Linked DNA regions of Macaca mulatta: region 2 is linked to region 1. Evidence: chromatin contacts called from public Hi-C data. All regions are on one chromosome and are shown on one strand. The core of a region is the stretch at or near the end of the contact, and the rest is flanking DNA. Distances in the headings are between cores, read along the strand shown.

What was found. Hi-C and Micro-C count contacts between places; a contact is called where the count stands out from the background.
Region 2: a contact with region 1 is called in a Hi-C map of fetal cortical plate, with 1.5 times the contacts expected there. The contact joins the promoter of TMOD2 here to the promoter of SCG3 in region 1. A contact is called at or near these places in 2 of 14 Hi-C or Micro-C datasets (fetal cortical plate and liver).

Annotation. Positions count from the first base shown.
Region 1 is chr7:28,980,485-28,985,936 of T2T-MMU8v2.0, forward strand. SCG3 (secretogranin III) reads left to right here and starts at 2,770. Exons shown (of 12, transcript NM_001260692.1): 1 at 2,770-3,163; 2 at 3,841-3,893; 3 at 4,402-4,447; 4 at 4,541-4,756. The coding sequence starts at 3,082.
Region 2 is chr7:29,048,736-29,054,187 of T2T-MMU8v2.0, forward strand. It overlaps TMOD2 (tropomodulin 2), which reads left to right and starts at 3,393. Exons shown (of 10, transcript NM_001260806.1): 1 at 3,393-3,502. It overlaps LYSMD2 (LysM domain containing 2), which reads right to left and starts at 3,260. Exons shown (of 3, transcript XM_028850923.2): 1 at 3,061-3,260.

The sequences.
Region 1 (5,452 bases), core at 1,520-4,019:
AATTTTTGTATTTTTAGTAGAGACGGGGTTTCACCATGTTGGCCAGGATGGTGTTGATCTCTTGATCTTGTGATGATGTCTGGGGTTTTAAATAAGTAAATAATTCACTGGGGGTATGAAGTAGATGGAAATATAGAATAAAAATAATGGTCAGAGTTAATGATAATTTAGGTTGGGTAGTGGATTCATGCATGCTTATTTCACTATTTCCTCTACTTTTGTGCTTGAAATTTTCTACAAAAATACAATAATAATTAATATATTTTTTCTGTAATAAATGAAAACATCCTACAAATGTCTGTATCTTCAAGACTTAGCCCAAAAATCATATTCTCCACTAGTGAATGAGCACACCACAATTGTTCCATTTGTGTGGACAAATGAACAAGCAGCATTGAGAAACTCACTGTGCATTGTACATTGTCAATTTAATAATTATCTGATCTGTGTCAATGCTATTTGTCTTGTAATTTCAACATATATTTTCATATTCCATGTTTATAGTGTGCTCACACATAAGAATCAAATATTTTAATCTTTTTATTATTAATAAAAGGGCTGTCTTCTCTTTGAAATCTTTCCTGACCATTCATTCCACTATTTGGACAGACTCTACTTGAACTTTGCACATACAAAAAGGACACTTAACACAGTTTTGTGCTTATTCATTCACTTATATTTAAATAAGAATAGTGTGTTGCATGTGAAACCTGTTCACCAACTAGTTGTTGTTATATTCACAATCCTTTCTCTCTACTAGGCTATAGTGATATAGCAGTGACTAGTGTCTTACTTGTCTTTGTACACCCAGCAACTATCTCAATACCTGGTACATTTTAGATGCTCAATAAACACCTGTTAAGCGAATTGATGAATAAATACAATTTAAGATTACTCCATTCACAGATCTATACCAAGTCCAGTGGGATCATCCGTAAGGCTGAATAATGTAAACTAATTCATGCCTATGGTTTACTCAATGCTCCACCAATCATTTGATCAGAAACATAACATGATCCTAGATTTAGTGTCCATTTAACATAATCACTTTAAATCCAAATGGCAGAGAGAGATAAAATACCCTTTTTCTTTCAGGCAAGCAATGCAATGTACTCAACAGATATCCCTGACCTTCATTCCATCCTGAGTGTCTCCCAATTGCAAACATATATTGAGGAGACAAGTGAGTCAGAAATGGGACAAAGGACAAAGTGAAACTGAGGGATTAGGTCAGTGAGTCTCAGGATCAGTGAATGGCTATTTCAGATAACATTGGGTAATGTTTCGTAAAAGCTGAAAACATTTCATGACTTATTTTCTTAGGCTGTATCAAAATATTCTTGATATCAAAATGACTAGTTCAAAACATGTACCCATTTGATCTTCATAATAAGAGTGTGAGGTAAACAGAGCCTGTCATTTCCATCTTAAAGAAAAGGAAACTAAGGAAATGTACCCTTCATTCAGCTGGGATTTAAAAATATGACTTAATTTTTTAATGCAGTATAATGGGATAATAATGCTGTGCTATCACTGCCAAGAAAGAGCTTTTTTGTTTTGGAGGAGCTGTTAGATTTAGAAGTACTCTTTAGATCCTGAAAGGAAGTATTTGAGTGACTTCCAAACTCAAAAACCTCCAGAGCGAGGGAGATTTGTTTGTCAGCTTGGTTGTTTGTTTGTTTTTAGGTACTTGAATAACTTCCTCCTTGAAAAGGAGGGTGCAGAAATCAAAGGCCTGATTGTGCTGAATCCTTCTCTTTGGTCATTATTCAGACTGGTTCCCAGCATGCCGCAGTCCAGAGGAAAAGGTCCAAGTTCTGTTTAAAAATCAGACTAAAGAGCTTACTCAGCACCCTGCTCACATTAATGTTGCTTGTTTTCATTATTTAAAGTCTTTTGATAGTTCCTTGTATGCAATAACCTTAGGCTTCTGGGAGTATTCTTAGAACATAGGAAGCACCTCCTTAACTTAGTAAAGAAGAAAAATGCTTTTCATGACTATCCGCTCTCTTGAAGGACCCCTGAAACAGCCAGGTCTTTGGGCATAATTAAATTCTGGGCAAGATTTTACAGAAATGCAGCTTCTTTTTTTCTAATTTAGTTTTGTGGTGTGTGTGTAAAGTGGGGGAGTTTCCACTTGGTGGGGAAAGGAGAATTTGCCATTGCTGCTCATCTACTCAGGACTGATGGAGACATTCATTCTTAGGGGAATAGGCAAAAAATTGTTTTTGTTGTTGTTGTGTTTCAGCATCAGAGAGTGAGAGTGTGTTGCAGCAATCTGACTATTTGGAAGACTGCTCCTTGAATTTCCCAATTCAAAAGACTCGGTAGAGCTGAGGGATGCTTGATACGTCAACACAGACCACAAAAGGCAGGACTTTTCTAAAGAGATTAGAATTATATCTACCTTTTGGGTACACGAGGTGAATGGAACGAAGGGATTCTGGAACAGATATCCCGAAAGAAGAATCGCAAAGCAGAACTCCTCGCACAAGGTTATCTAAATCTCCTTGACAGGTGTACACGCAAAGAAGGCATTTGGCCCTTGAGGTAACGTTTACTTGGGAGGTTAGGACAATTCTGTCACGCTTAGGGCAAGCCAGCTGACCCTGAGCCCAGGAGCACCCTAGGACTGCAGCACAGAAAATACGCCAGCTGGCCGGTCGCTCCTCCTTTGTTCCATTCCCGGGGGATTGGAGTAGCGTTGGAGTCACTGACGCCATCCCCTCCCGCCTCTGGCGTTCATGGAGCATGCGCTTCCTCCCTCACTTCCTCTCCAGGAGGGAGCGAGAGTAAAGCTACGCCCTGGCGCGGCCGTCTCCGCGTCACAGGAACTTCAGCACCCACGGGGCGGACAGCGCTCCCCTCCACCTGGAGACGTGACTCCCGCGTGTCCCAACCCTGCTAATCCATTGACCCCCGAGTGTCAGAGATCCCGCGGCCGCCCAGTCCCGGCCCCTCTCCCGCCCCACACCCGCCCTCCTGGCTCTTCCTGTTTTTACTCCTCCTTTTTCATTCATAACAAAAGCTACAGCTCCAGGAGCCCAGCGCCGGGCTGTGACCCAAGCCGAGCGTGGAAGAATGGGGTTCCTCGGGACCGGCACTTGGATTCTGGTGTTAGCGCTCCCGATTCAAGCTTTCCCCAAACCTGGAGGCAGCCAAGGTATGTGAGCACTTTTCTTCTTCCTACCTTCCTTTTATTTCGCCACCAAAAGGTAAAGTTTGGTATAATAACATGAGCTGTAAATCACCCTGCCTCGTTTTCTGATCAAATCATATACATGAATACGGACAGAGAAATCAGTTCGAATTTAGAGACATAAGACAGATTTTTTTCTTCAGTTTTAAAATGATAGAGCAGTAATATGGATTGTTTTTAAAGATCTTATTTTGAAAAGGGAAGGGAATCTTTTTCACCTAAAGTGGCTCGGATTTTTTCCTAGTTGCCTTACAACCTTTCTCAGATAGTCTGTTCATTATATAGGCAGTATATGATGAAAGAGCTTTTAGTGTGCCAATAATACCAATCCAAATTATGCTCTCTCTAGTTGAGAAGAGCTGGTAACCCTAGTGTTAGAACTATATGTTAAATTTCTGATCAGAAAAAAAAAGTGTGATTCTGTCAGCTCAGGAGATACACCAAGATAATAAACAAGGCAATATTGATAATTACTGTTATTGTATAATCTTGATAATCTTTGTTAGTATTTGTTTCATAGTCATCCAAAAATTATTTCTCCTAATGTTTGTTTTTCCTTTTTATAAAGATTTTATTTAATAAGAGGCATATTTTGTCTTTCAATGCACAATTAAATTTATATTCACGTGTGTTTATTCTAGACAAATCTCTACATAATAGAGAATTAAGTGCAGAAAGACCTTTGAATGAACAGGTAGGTCAAAAGTAACATTATGAATGCTATTTCATTTTGATTTAGTTATTATTATTTAATGTAATTATGCTGTGACATTTTGGTCATTTTGAATTTACAAACACCAGGAACTTAATAGTTAATTGACAGCAATTAGGATGGGAAATCTAGTTTTGGTAAATTCTGTGCCCTAGCAGTTATTTATATTGAGTTCTGTATATTGAATACATAGAGTAGCTATATAATAACCCAGTAAGCTCAGTATCACATCCACTCTGTTGTAAGATTGCCTAATTTACCAGAGATTTCTCTTTCACCAATATTATAGGAGAAAGGAATTAACACTTACTGAGCATCTGCCCTTAATTTTATCTCATTTAATAATTATAACAGTGCACTGAAATAGGAATTATCCACATTTTACAAACAAGAAAATTAAATCCCATGGAGAGTAAATCATTTGGCTCTCATACTTGGTAAGTGGTGGAGCAATGATTTTAAACCAGGTCTATCTCCTGTTTGTTCACAGATTGCTGAAGCAGAAGCAGACAAGATTAAAAAAACATATCCTCTAGGTAAAAAGAAATCATGTTGATGTTAATTTAAATAATGTAGGCTATGAGAATCTGAACTAAAATGGCTGTGTTGGTTTGGGGCTTTTCTTCCAGAAAACAAGCCAGGTCAGAGCAACTATTCTTTTGTTGATAACTTGAACCTGCTAAAGGCAATAACAGAAAAGGAAAAAATGGAGAAAGAAAGACAATCTATAAGAAGCACCCCACTTGATAATAAGTTGAATGTGGAAGATGTTGATTCAACCAAGAATCGAAAACTGATAGATGATTATGATTCTACTAAGAGTGGATTGGATCATAAATTTCAAGGTAAATGAGAAAAAAGAATTTTTGTTAACGTGGAGTTCCCTATAGTGGGTTAAGAGAAAGTCCAATATTTTAAAAATATCTTTTAAACATTCATAATCCTTTATTAGTCAAGTCAAAAATTGAGATAAAGCATCTATTTACAATAATGTGTAAAGCCCCAGTTCCACAGAGTGCCAAATTTTATTTTCCCTTTAAAAATTCCTTTAGCGATGCTCTGAAAACATTTTTAATCTAGTATTTACATTTTATGTTATTAAATTCATTTGAACATTCAAATTTACTTTAAAAATTAGTACACACAAAATATCATAATTTTCAAATAATTAGATCAATAAAGTACCCTCCCACCCTACCCCAAAATGTGAAATATCCACTATTTCCTTTTCAATGTTTTCTCCTAGTCATATCCTTTCTCTGTAGGTCATCCTAACCTTTACATGGCTTCAATTACATCTATATCCTGATACCCTGTATCACTAGGCCAGACTTCTCTTAGCTATACACTTATTTATCTGTTTACCTATTTGACAGTTTCCCTTGGCAGTCTCAGAAGCACCTCAAATTTAGCATGCCCATGATTAAATTCATAATCTGTGTCCACCTCACAACCTAGCTCTCTTAGAGTACTGTTTCTTTAGGAAAGACACTACTATCCATTCAGTTTTTTAAAGACAGAAATCTAGGATCAAACTACTT
Region 2 (5,452 bases), core at 2,143-4,642, 69 kb after region 1:
GAACCCAGGAGGCGGAGGTTGCAGTGAGCCGAGATCACACCACTGCACTCCAGCCTGGTGACAGTATCCAAAAAAAAAAAAAAGAAGAAGAAGAAAATGAGGCTTAAGAGAGGTTACAGAAACTTGGCCATAGTCAATCTGCCAGTAAATATCTGGGTTCAAACTCTCTGATGTTACCATGCTGTTATCTGTTATATGATAATATTCCATCACATTGCCTGTGGTTTGTGGTGGTTGTTTTTAATCAACTCTAGGAAGCAGTCTTTCAGTCCATTCAAAGAATGTACTTTCACATTTCATCTTTAACACTTAGGATGCTTTCAACTTCAAGTAACAGAAAACTCCATCTCAAATTGACTCAACAATAAGGTTGTTTATTATCTCATATAACAAGAAATCCAGAAGAAGGGCAGCACTGCGGCTGGTTGATGACTGACTCAACAACAACATGGCAGACCCAGATTAATTGTATCTCTTTACAATGGCCAGAACGGGGTCACATGTCCACTACTAAACTTTTAGAGGCCAGTTAAGAGGATCCCATTCCTCTTGTCTATGATAGATTTGAGAGTGTACCTCAGAAGCTGATAGAGTCACCTTTCCTAATGTGTAAACACCTACATAGGCTTCTATAAAGAAGAAGAAGAGGGTGGACTGAATTTTGAATAGACAACCAACAGTATCTACTACCTGTTCCTAATGAGGTATGCTACATATTCCACTGTGAATAATTAAAATACTTCATTATAACTGCCACGTTGAACTTTTTTACTTTCTGTCATGTGACAATTACAGTCAATATATCAGCTTCATTTACAGGAAGAAATGGTTACACAAGATGATATGTAAAGTCCCTTCCAGTTCCAGGAGTTCTGTTTCAATTTTACATTTTCATCTTCTAAAAAGCAAGTAGAAAAGTTGCACCTACAAGATATGGTCCAGAAATGATAATGGGTTTCAACTGATAAGTCACTGGCATATTGACATCCTTTCTCCCTTAAAATAGGACATAAGCATCAGATGTAAAGAGCTAAACAGACTGGAACTGGTAATATCTTTCCATTAAGTTTTAACTTCTAGGTTAAATGTTCTACTTCCCTCACTCATCCATGAACACCTTCCAGTTTCCAACACTCATCATACAGACAGAGACTGATCAGAAGTTCCTTTTCACAACTCACTTTATTTTGGTGTCAATATCCTCCTGGAGCATGGCTCTAGGGCTGTAGGATAGCTCTTGTATCTCTGCTTCGCCTGCCAAATATGACTATAACTGAAATCATTCACCTGTCTGCTTCCTTTCATGGCTGGTTTCTGCAGGAATAATCTATTCATTTTATCATATGCAGCCATTTTCCTTGTGAGGAACCACAGGAAACCAAAGAGAAATACCGTACACTACTGAGCACCGTTGCTACTCTTTCTTCCAATATGAATGAAATTGCTTTATTATTTTCAGCTTATGCCTACTATCAGCTTTCTCTGGGAAAACTGCTGGTTCGAGCCTTAAGCAGTCCTGTTCTTATTTAACAGAAGGCTATGACGGTAACAAATGCACAACATAAAAAAGTCAAAGGCATCCCGTCGGTTACACAGGACATTCGGAATAACAAATGTACAGGAAAACTTGGGAACATGACTTAGGGTAATTTGGTCACACCCCCATTTCCTTTAACTCTTTCTGGCTCAGATTTGTCATTCTGACAGGAGGCCCAGGGCATAGTCCATTACCACAATTGTTCGTAGAAACGACACTGGTCTCTCAGTCAGCAGCTACTGCGTGCCAGTGCTCATCATGCTAGTTTCCAGAGTTTTAGAGAACTAACTTTACTTTCTGGTTCAACCCATCTGCTGGGGAAGGTATGGCCCTATTTTGAAATGTGCAAAGGGGAGACAGTGCTGGGGGTGCCCACAGGGGAAGGAGAGAAGATAGGCTTACTGACCACCTCTGTAACCTTGAATAAGTCACATCACCTCTCTCTGCCTCTTATTAACTATCATTGGGGAAAAATACCCTCACTCTGCCTGTCTCACAAGAGTTCTCATAAAAATAAAATAAGAACACGAATAGGAAAGTATTTTCATAAATGCAAAGCAGTGTTATCATTTTCAGATATGGAATTTCCTCTGCAGCACTTTTTTTTTGGCCACACGATTACTGCACACCTCGTGCCAGACGGACTATAAAGCTGTTTCACCTCTTTTCACATTTTGCCTAAAATTTCATACAGAGATTACAACAGCCATGCTGCATCCATCCCTTTGGTTCATTTTCCTCCACCACATCTCTGAATGCAAATCCCACCATCATGTGAAACACTGCATAGTAGCAACTTGCAAAACTCAACCAACCTTAAACTGTCAAGACAAGTCCCATAGGCAAAGGTTACGCTCAAAATAAGCTGCAAAAGTTCAAGAAGGAGAGAGAGACCACATCTAATTAGAAAAGGCCTCTGGAAGGTAAATCTAGATGCCATGTATTTTCATAATGTTGGTCTTTGTCCTTTGTCATCCCACTCTACTGTCATGCTTCAGAAACTTGACTTTATTTTCTCTATCTTTGGAGCTCTCAAGAATCTGACAGAGAGAATATCTTAGGGTATATTCAGGGATGAAGTGAACCGGCTCAACGACTAACAAACCCAGTGGATTTTAACATTTACCCAGCCCAACGAGGTCCAACTATCTTTAGGTTAGCACGACATATAGGACTTTCCCGGCCCAAGAACTCCCTCACAACCCCCAAGGAAGGAACTTTCACTGAGTATGCACTAAGTGCCAGACCCTAAGTGCTATGGGTCGCTTAATCCTCACAACACTTTTTCAAGCTTTAAGCCTGTTTTACAGATGAGGACGCGAAGACTCAGACAGGCTACGTCGTCTGGTCTCACCTCAGTGAAGCCACCACTGCGCGTGGGCTCTCCAGCCCCTCACGCCATCACCCTAGAGCCTTGCTAACCTTCACCTCGCTCACCTCTCTCCATCCCTAGGCTGGCCAACTACTCTCCCCTCCCACGCCTCTGCCCAGCCGGAAAAACCTGGGGCGGGCGGGGTCTGTACCTGAGCCCGCTCTCAACGCGGCTTCCGTGTCAGGATGCTCGCTTACGAGAATGCTCCTCACAAGCTTGAAAGCCGTTGCCACCCACGCTCTCCGGAGCCCCAAGCGTCTCCAAAGAGCCTGCCCAGGCTTCCCCCCGACCCAGGTGCTTCCTCCCCTGCAGAGCTGTGGCGGGGTTCAGACCCCGATTCGGGGAGGGGACACCTGTCGAGGAAGGGCGGGGCTGGGGGACAGCGGGGCCGCAGCGAGGCGCTGCCGGGAACTACGCTTCCCAGCCTGCTCCGCTGCAGCCGCGCGCCCCGGCGCCGCGCCCGGCCGGGAGCCGCCTGTTGATCGCCGCTCTCGCCCCGGCCACGGCGCCGCCCCTGCTCTCCCGGCCCCGCTCCTCCGGGGCTGACGGACTGACTGCCCGCACCGCCGGCTCCGGGATGAGTGCACGGACGGGTGAGCGCGCCGGGGGGCGGGTGGGGCCTGCTCTGGCCGGCCGCTGTCTGCAGCCCCCGGGCCCGCAGCGCTGTGGCCGCCGCGCCCTCCCTGCCCGCGGGAGGATGCTCCGCGGCATGGGCGCTCGGCCGGGCGGGCGGGCAGAGCCGGGCCGCCTCTCGCCTCTCGCCTCCCGGCCTGGTCGGCTGCTCTGGGAGACCAGGCGCTGCGCCCGGACGGCAGGCGCCCGCCGGGGTGTGGGTCCCGCGCCCCGCACTGCGGTGCCGCAGCCTCTGCAGCTCGCTGGGCCGCGGCGTGGAGGGCGCGGTCTCCTGTCCTCCCGGGCTGCGGGGCTGTGTTCTTCCACGCCGGGCTTTGTTCCCCCACTTTCCCCCTTCCTGTGCATGTTTGATGAGCTCCTGGAGCGGTATGCATCTCCCTGCCTCGTTCAGCAGGCGATGGGGAGGGGTGGACTGGCCGGCGTCTTTCCTGAGATCGCTGGAGCTGTCACTCGCAGGGCGTTTCAGCCTCCCAGAAAGCGGCCTCGTGCGGATCCTCGAGAACCTTATTATTATTGTTATTACTTTTCTGGTTAAAGTAATGGTAGTATGTGCTCCATTGAGGCTTCCTAAATTTTCCCTGTTGGCCTGCGAAAATGAAGGTGAATTTTTAAAACAATAATAAAAGGCTCCTAATGGGAATTTTTAGAATATTCAGAGGTAGGAAGGTGATGCCGTCACAATGCAAATTAGCGGTGAAGGAGGCCGTGCTTTCTGAAGCTTCGTCTGTGCCCATTACATATCTGAATCACGAGGCATTTGGGAAGGGAATGAAAAGAATATCGGGGGAGGTGTTTCAAAAACCAGGTTCTCCTATTAGCTCGACCATTCAGGAGCTGAGAGACCTGGGCAAGTCTCTCCACCTCTCTGGGCCTCTGCCTATAAAGTGGGGCGTTTGGGCTAAATGATTTGTAAACCTCTCTTCTTCCAAGATTCTCCCCTCTCAGGGAACTGAGAAGATGAGAGTGTTTCTGTTTCAAACAGCACTACAGAAAGCCTGATTGTGACAACAAGCGCCTCTGCCCTAGTGAGGAGGAAAGATTTTTCAGAGCTTCAGCAATCTGATTTTTTTAAGAGAAAACTGATTTTCTCTGTCTACTCTCTTCAGTCTAACCCAGTAAATATGCATTGCAATCATTTTAATTTTTATAAGGAACTGTACATTGGTGGGCAACAAAGTGATGGGGTTTGTTTTTGTTTTTGTCTTTAATTTGCTGAAGGTGAAGTGATGGGATCAGCAGATAAAGGGTTAGTGGCTCCCTAGGGCTGGGCATGAGTGGTCAAATGTGGTCAGCATGGTGGTGGGGGAGGAAGCCCCAACAAGAAGTAACCAGAGTGTATATATACATTAAAGAGAAGATGCATACGGATGGATCATTGTTTGAAAAAGAAATACACAACAGAAGGAATGAGAAAATCAGAAATTTGGCGCTCTGCAAACCCTAACATGACAGTTGAATAAGGCAAGGACTTACCAACTGGTCCAAAACCTTTGAGTGAAAGGTAGTTGGGGAATAGGATTTTCATATTATTTTAAAGTATCTCACCACAGGTTACTCTGGGAAAATTTGTCCTTACAATGGAGAAATTAGGAGGTTACCACTGGAACTAAATGACCAAGTTTAGCAGCATCTACTGTGAGTCTCCCGTCGTGAAGCAATAAGGAGGCATAATTTCACCTCTGTAGTGTTCCTACCAAAAGACTTGGGGATGGAGCAGAGCAAATGGGGGGCAACTATTGTAGATTAAATACTCAAGTGATACAACAGTGAACTGGGATGTATGAACTTTGAATCCTAGACGAGAAAAAAAAGCTGTAAAAGACAATGTGGAGATAGTGACAGCTAGGTAGGGTGCAAATCCCTTGCTGCAAAGATATTTTTGCTTTTCCTGGATTGTATGTGTATATGTG